Linked DNA regions of Mus musculus: region 1 is linked to region 2. A link is a contact called in public HiChIP or PLAC-seq data. All regions are on one chromosome and are shown on one strand. The core of a region is the stretch at or near the end of the contact, and the rest is flanking DNA. Distances in the headings are between cores, read along the strand shown. Region 1 has its middle 69 kb from the start of Gm40304. Region 2 has its middle 140 kb from the start of Gm40304.

Region 1 (3,483 bases), core at 615-3,114, 68 kb after region 2:
ATGAACCTATTATTACCCCAGAGCACCAGGGAAGAAAGAAGGGAACAAGCCAGGCAGTGGTGGCACACGCCTTTAATCCCAGCACTTGGGAGGCAGAGGCAGGTGGATTTCTGAGTTCGAGGACAGCCTGGTCTACAGAGGGAATTCCATGACAGCCAGGGTGACACAGAGAAACCCTGTCTTGAAAAAACAAACAAACAAACAAACAAACAAAAACAAACAAACAAAAAAAGAGGGGAACAAGGTTTTAGTGACTTGTCCAAGGTCACACATCGTACATGGAGAAGAACCAGAATTAGCAACCAGGGCATCTGCCTTCTGAGGCTGTGTGCAACGCATGGCAAGAGAGAGAAAGAGAGAGGGGTGGGGGATAGAGGAGTCAGCACAATGGTGGTGTTGGAGACAGGAAGGAAATACAGCCAAGAAAGAGGCAGTAACAGCCAGAAAGAAGTCCTGGCAAGCTGAGTGATGTTCTCAACACAGTCCCAAAGACATGGGTTAAATAATCTTGATTCAAAAAAACAAAAGACTGGAATGGGCATGCAGCTCAGTCAGCAGACTGTTTACCTAGAATGCACAAAGCCCTGGGTTCAGTCCTCAGCACCACATAAACCAGGCGTGGCAGTGCAATCCTGTAACCCAGCCCTATCTCTATAACAAGCTGAAGACCAGCCCGAGTTGCAGGATGCCCTGTCTCATAGGATACCTGCAACTGTGATTACATGTGGTCCCTTAACCCTATTAAGCATCATCTTTCTTTAAAACAGCCACCACATCATCCTTTTCTCTCCCCAAGAACAAACCAGAAAGCATACCTTAGCTCAGTGCACAGCTCGAATAAGGACTACACAGGAAGGTGCTATGAAGTATTGGGGGAGTGGGGAGCATGTCTTCGCCAGCAATCAGAGTAGCCCTTTGCCAACTAGACCTCACTGGTCTGCATGGAGCCAGACCTCAGATGCATGCTAAATGAATAAATGAGCTTTAGGGAAACAACATTTGATGCTGGTATGGAAAGAGGCAGAAAGGGCTTCCTGCCACGGGACCCGGAAGCATTTCAAATATATTTGTTTAAGCTAGTTTGTAAAGAAGATTGACCAACTTGCGTCTCCATTGGATAGCTTTGAACTAACTGAAAAGTAGGATCAGAATAATGTCCGCATCTGGAATGTACACTCATTCCAAAACATTGTGGGTCACAGCCAAACATTGAATGGGGCTTGGGTACCCTTACAGGAAAGACTGGGGACCCTGAAGGGGATAGGAACTCCACAGGAAGACCAACAGAGTCAACTAACCTGGACCATTGGGGGCTCTCAGAGACTGAACCACCAACCAAAGAGCATACAGGGTTGGTCTTAGGCCTCCCCACACATATATAGCAGATGTGCAGCTTGGTCTTCATGTGGGTCTGCAACAACTGGAGCACAGGCTATCCCTAAAGCTGTTGCCTGTCTGTGGGATCCGTCCTCCTAACTCGACTGTCTTGTTTGGCCTTAGCAGGAGAAGAAGTTCCTAGCCCTGCAAAGGCTTGCTGTGCCAGGGGGAATATGGGAAGGGGGTGGGGGGGTCCTTCATTTTCTCAGAGGAGAAGGGGACTGAGGGAGGTGAATCAATTGGGGAAACGGCAGTGGGGACAGCGATCAGGATGTAAAGTGAATAAAAACAAAACCAAAAACATCGTGGGTCTTTTTTACTGTGACAACCACACACACACACACACACACACACACACACACACACACACACACACACACACACACAGTGCCTACTCTACTTGTACATCTTCATAAGCACATACTGAGTGTGTATAACCTGGAATGCTTTGCGATAGGCACTGAGTTTCCCTGGGCTTGTTTGTCTAAACCAGTGCAATGTGGAAACAGCCTGGCATGACTGGATCAATGTGACTGTTAGCACAGGCCAAGGTGGGGTTTGATTGTGGGTACCCTGACCTGATACCCTCTCACCCACAGGCCTCAGTTCCTTAATAGCCTACCAGAGCCAGCAAGCCACCCCTGTCCCCCAAACTCTAAGACATTATCTCTTTTCAGTGGTAGCAAGGATTTGCCTGTGCATTTCCAGAAAGCCTGTATGATCAAGGTTCTTTGAGGTTGGCCTGGCGTCTGCACAAGTTCATATCCAGAAAAGCAGGAAAAACAAATTTTTAAAAAATTAATTATAATTTCTGATTTATAGCTTGAGGTTTGGAGCTTGTTTGTTTGTTTGTTGTACTGGGGATGTAACCTTGGCCTTGGGTCTGCTGGAAAACAGTTTTACCACCGAGCGGAAGCTGCAGCCCATCCGATTCATATCTTTTAAAACAAAATTATGGAGGACCTCAACTGATGACCCTCATAGAGTCTGTCTCACGATTAAAACTCCTACTTCACTCTTAGATCACAATGAAGCCCCACCTCCACCCTCCTGCATCCATCCCACTTCCCTAAGTATCTCAGCTTTTGTGGTTTAATTCCTTTGTACAGGCCAGGGAAGAGAAAACCCTCAGGTTCCAGCCAAGCTGTCCCCTCACCATATGCAGATGTGTGCCCAGCCTCCACGCCACCCCACCCCCACCCCCGCCCCCAGCGCTGCTGACCTAACTCTCTAAAAACAACCTTTTCCTCTCCAGTTCTGTCTTGTTTTGATTTGATTTGCAGTGCTGAGAACTGACCCCTGGGCCTGCTGTCCTGTGCTAGGCAAGTGATCCCTGCACTGAGCCATACATACCCCAGCCCTATCTTTGATCATCCCAACAAATGAGACGCCTGGATGGTAACAACTTCGGCTTTGGGGAAGGTGGAGCGGGGATCTTTGTGGAGAAACTTTGTATTAACATATTCAAATATGCATCATAATGTTTCTTCTGGTGATGCTTGACTTTCATTCGTTTATATATTTGTTTATTTTTGATAACCTAAGAGGTTTCGTTGTGGTTGCTTACAGAGTCCTGGGTTAAAGATAATCTGTAGGAGCATCACCTGACCGGTCACTGTCTATGCTACTGAAGAAGATGTCTTTCTCTCTGCTCTCACCTATTAACTAGTTCTAGATACTCAGGGGGTGTGGAGCCCATGAGATCCTGCCTGGGGAGAGTTTTAAAACAGGTTTAAGTCTGGTCCAGGGTGGAACAGCACCTGGTCACCGCCAATTTTCTATTTCCTCCTGCCAATGTTACAACATGGAATGATTTACCCAGACACTTAAGATGATGTGGCAGACTTGGCCATAGAAACAGAGACCCCTGCACTGGGTCCCAAAGCAAGAGCAAGAGGTTGGATGGGACTCTACAAAGTAGAGATTTACAACCAACGAGAGTGGAGTCAGCGACTTCAGAGAGGGAACATCAAAGAATGGTTGCAGTTGTAACAGCGAACTTCTATGAGGGTGGTCAGGCTCCAGGGACCAGAGATTTTGATAAACGGATCTAGCAGGATTCTACAAAGACAGCGAGAAAAGGCCAAGGTCATAGCTCAGCAAGCA
Region 2 (3,486 bases), core at 774-3,273:
GTCTCCCACTTTACATAGACCAAACTCCCCCAGGGCTTAAGAGAGCCTGTAAAAGAGAGAGGGGGAAATACCCTTGGTGTCTGATTCTGCTCTGGAGTCAGAGTTGAGCCCTTTGGATCCTCTGAGGAAGAGTTGTCCACTCCATGAGTTTGCCAACCCTTTGTGCTGCTAAAAATGGAAACCCAAATTGGTCTGTGGAGACTGAGGCTTTCTGGTAGGAAAAAGCAGTTAACTGGGCTTTTATCTGTGCAGAGCAATTTCCATTCTGGAAGAGGAAGATCTCCACAAGTTAAGCCCTCAAGTTCTGGGTCTACCATAGCAGACGGCAGGAGGGGGCTCTCATGTTCATAGACTTCAGCCTTCGTTTGGTGGATGGAGGGAAGGAGCTGCTGGCAGTTTGGAGGAGACAGCCAAGGAGAAGCCAGCAGGGAGGGGAGCAGGGAGTACTGTGAGTAAAAGACTGGGAGCCTGAGAGTCATAGAAGGCCCAGTGATGGCAGAGGGGTCATGGGTAAACTCTGGGATGTGATTGGTCATGATGGTGAGCTTAAATTTCCCCTGAGGATGGGAGTTCAAAAGTCAGGTGAGCCTGTGCCTCAGACTGAAGGAAGCACTAAGTCTATTTTAGGCATCCGAGACACCATTCTGATGGGAAACATTCACAAGGAAATAGGACAGCTATGTCCATATTTTTGGAAGAACTCTGGGCTCCCTAAAGCCTGGTAGTTTGGAAGTGGGCATCATGTCTTTTAGAAAAGTCATGACCTTGAAAGGTTGTTATGGAGTCAGCAACACGGGTTCTGTATAGTTACCACTTCCAAGGACCAAGACTTAACTCTAGCCTGCAGGGCAGCTAAAACCACCCAGCGGAATGCTTTATAACAGGCAGACCCTCCAAACACAAGTCCTTGGCTGCTAGGTGATTGCACCATTACATCTTGCTTTAACGGGAAAGGCTTCCCCCGTCCCGCTGATTAATCAGCTTTGCCATTTTTGTTGCATGGTCTGTATCAAGAGTGCTTTGGAGCTATGTTGGCTCCCTGGGTGAACATGGCAGAAAGAACAGCCATATTAGAGAAGAGGACAGGTGGGTTTTGGTCCAAGGTCAAGATAGCTCCTTCTTGGGTGGCACAGTCATAGGACATGGTGTGTGTGTGTATGTGTGTGTGTGTGTGTGTTGTAATGACTGGTGGGGGAAAGGCTATTAATATGCTGAAGCATATTATTATTATTCCTTTTTCTTATTTTATTGTCAACTGTAGTCCATGGTTATTATCCATCTGTAGTAGATTCCTAGAACAACTGTGACAAATGACCACAAACTTGACAGCTTAAAAGAACAGGGAAGATTCTCCCAGAGAGTCTAATGTCCAAATGTCTATCTGGAGGTTGGAAAAGAAAACTCACTTCACATCTCCCAGATTCTAGTCCATCTCGGCAGTCCTGAATGTCCCTTGGTCTGTGTCTGCATCCTCCAGTCTCTGCTTCCATCTTTGTTCTGACTTATCTTCTTTAGATGTGTGTCTCTTTAACCATCCATTTTTGGATTTAGGTCCCATCTGGATAAGCCACGATGATCTCATCTTGGAATCCTTCATGTAATTACCTTTGAAAAGACCCCTTTCCAAAGAAAACCATGTTGGTGAGTTCTGTTTAGACTTGAGTTGGGGTGGGGGGCATAATGTACCTTTTCATTTGTTTAGTGTGGAGGGAGGGCACATGAAGACATGCCCTAGCACACAGGTGGAGGTCAGAAGACAACCTGTGGGTGTCTGCTCTCTCCTTTCAGCATGTGGGCTGCAAGGATCAAACTTAGATCATCACACTTAGCAGAAAGCTCCTTTACCCACAGAGCCACACAGGGACCCAAGAGAGTCTTTCTTTGAATTAAAGTGCTTGAAGAGTCCTTGCAGACTCAGACTCAGATTCGAAAGGGCAAATGGTGGCAACAGACCCAGAGCCACCTCAGTGTGGCCAGAGCAGCATTGTGGCTGGAACATAGACAGAAACTTTGCATCAGCCCAGACTCTACTGCCTTCCCACTCAGCAGCCCACAGCAGTCTCTAAGTGCTGGGTGGAGATCTGGTATGGTTTGACTTTGTCCCTTGAGACTTTGTGTGTCAGAAGCTTAGTTTCCATGATGTCATTTGTGACGTTATAAGAAAAATCAAGGGGCTAGGGTATTGGCTCAGGCTGTGAAAACATGAAGACCTGCATTTCGACCTTCAGAGCACATGGAAAAAAAAATCTGAGCACATCAGGGTATGCCTGTGAGCTGAACTTTGGAGAGACACAGAGTAGTGGGTTCCTAGGGCTTACTGGTCAACCAAGGTAGCTCATCTCTAAGCTCCAAATTCAATGAGACTAATAAATAAATAAATAAATAAATAAATAAATAAATAAATAAATAAATAAATAAATAAGGTATAGAGTGATCTAGGAAGATACCTGATTTGACCTCTTGGCCTCATAAGGTGGGCCTATCTATCTCTCCATTTATCCATCTATCCATCCATCCATCCATCCTTTCATCTTCTATCTATCTATCTATCTATCTATCTATCTGTTATCTATCATCTCTGTTATCTCTCTCTCAAACACAAACACACAGATACACACACAGATACACACAGACAGACACACACACACCTAGCACACTTGCAGTCAAATTCTGAGCAAATGTCAGTACCATAATCTTGGACTTCCTAGCTCCCTAGAATTACAAGCCAATTAAGCTTCTATTCTTTATAAACTAGTTGGTCAGCCTCAGGTATTTTGTAGCAACAAAACAGACCAATATAAATCCCTTCTCCCCTCAGCATGACATGATTTTGTCCTAGTCTTTAAATGCCAGGCCACCAAATTCCTCACTGATGTTACAACAGCAGCATTCTACAGATCTTCACTTCTGGTCTTTCCCTCTTCCAACTCATCCTTGAACAGCCCCCTCCCCCCCACAAGCATTATTCCTAAGTGAGTATTAAGATTTCTCAAGGTCTGCTCACTGTCCTGAGGACACTCTTCAAGCCTCTGGTTGGATACCCTAAGTCCTCTTTGAGCAGCAACTTGTCTCCCTTGGCAGTCATAGCTGTCCTCATGCTTGCAGTGTTTTGTCCTCCAGCTGTGCACATCCTCTGTGGTTTCCAGAGCCCAACAAGCCCCCCTCCTTGCTTTTGGAGACTGGGGGACTCCTGACTCCCATGCTTTGTTGCATAGATATATTCAAGCCTTAATTTCCAGACCTCCAGAATGTGACCTTGTTTGGAGAATGGATCTTGACATGTAAGTAAATTTAGGTATCATAATGACATCATCCTCTGTGACCTGAGTGGGTCCTGTATGCAGTGACAGATCTTCTCATACGAGAAAACACACATTTGACCCAGAAACATGCAGAAGGAAAGGTCAAGTGAAAGTGGGCCAGGGCTCGGTGACATGCAGGCTCAGAGTAAGCCAATAGAGGCTGGAAGAGACAAGGGTTCTCCCT

The links. HiChIP or PLAC-seq counts read pairs in DNA pulled down with a chosen protein or histone mark.
Region 1: a contact with region 2 is called in a BATF HiChIP or PLAC-seq map of CD8 T cells, with 44 read pairs. The contact joins two enhancer-like sites. A contact is called at or near these places in 5 of 484 Hi-C or Micro-C datasets (CD8 T cells, Th17 cells, bone marrow-derived dendritic cells and 2 more), 7 of 115 datasets of contacts at active chromatin or transcription factors (CD8 T cells, the HPC-7 cell line, embryonic stem cells and 2 more) and 2 of 9 other capture datasets (adipose tissue and pancreatic islet).

What each region holds. Positions count from the first base shown.
Region 1 is chr5:53,475,942-53,479,424 of GRCm38.p6, forward strand. No RefSeq gene overlaps it. Among named protein-coding and RNA genes, the nearest start is that of Gm40304, 69 kb to the right of the region's middle. Within about 2 kb of position 1,865, at least 5 of the 459 cell types and tissues checked have an H3K27ac peak or open chromatin away from gene starts, as enhancers often do. A contact at or near this core is called in CD8 T cells, where this site is marked.
Region 2 is chr5:53,407,833-53,411,318 of GRCm38.p6, forward strand. No RefSeq gene overlaps it. Among named protein-coding and RNA genes, the nearest start is that of Gm40304, 140 kb to the right of the region's middle. Within about 2 kb of position 2,024, at least 11 of the 459 cell types and tissues checked have an H3K27ac peak or open chromatin away from gene starts, as enhancers often do. A contact at or near this core is called in CD8 T cells, where this site is marked.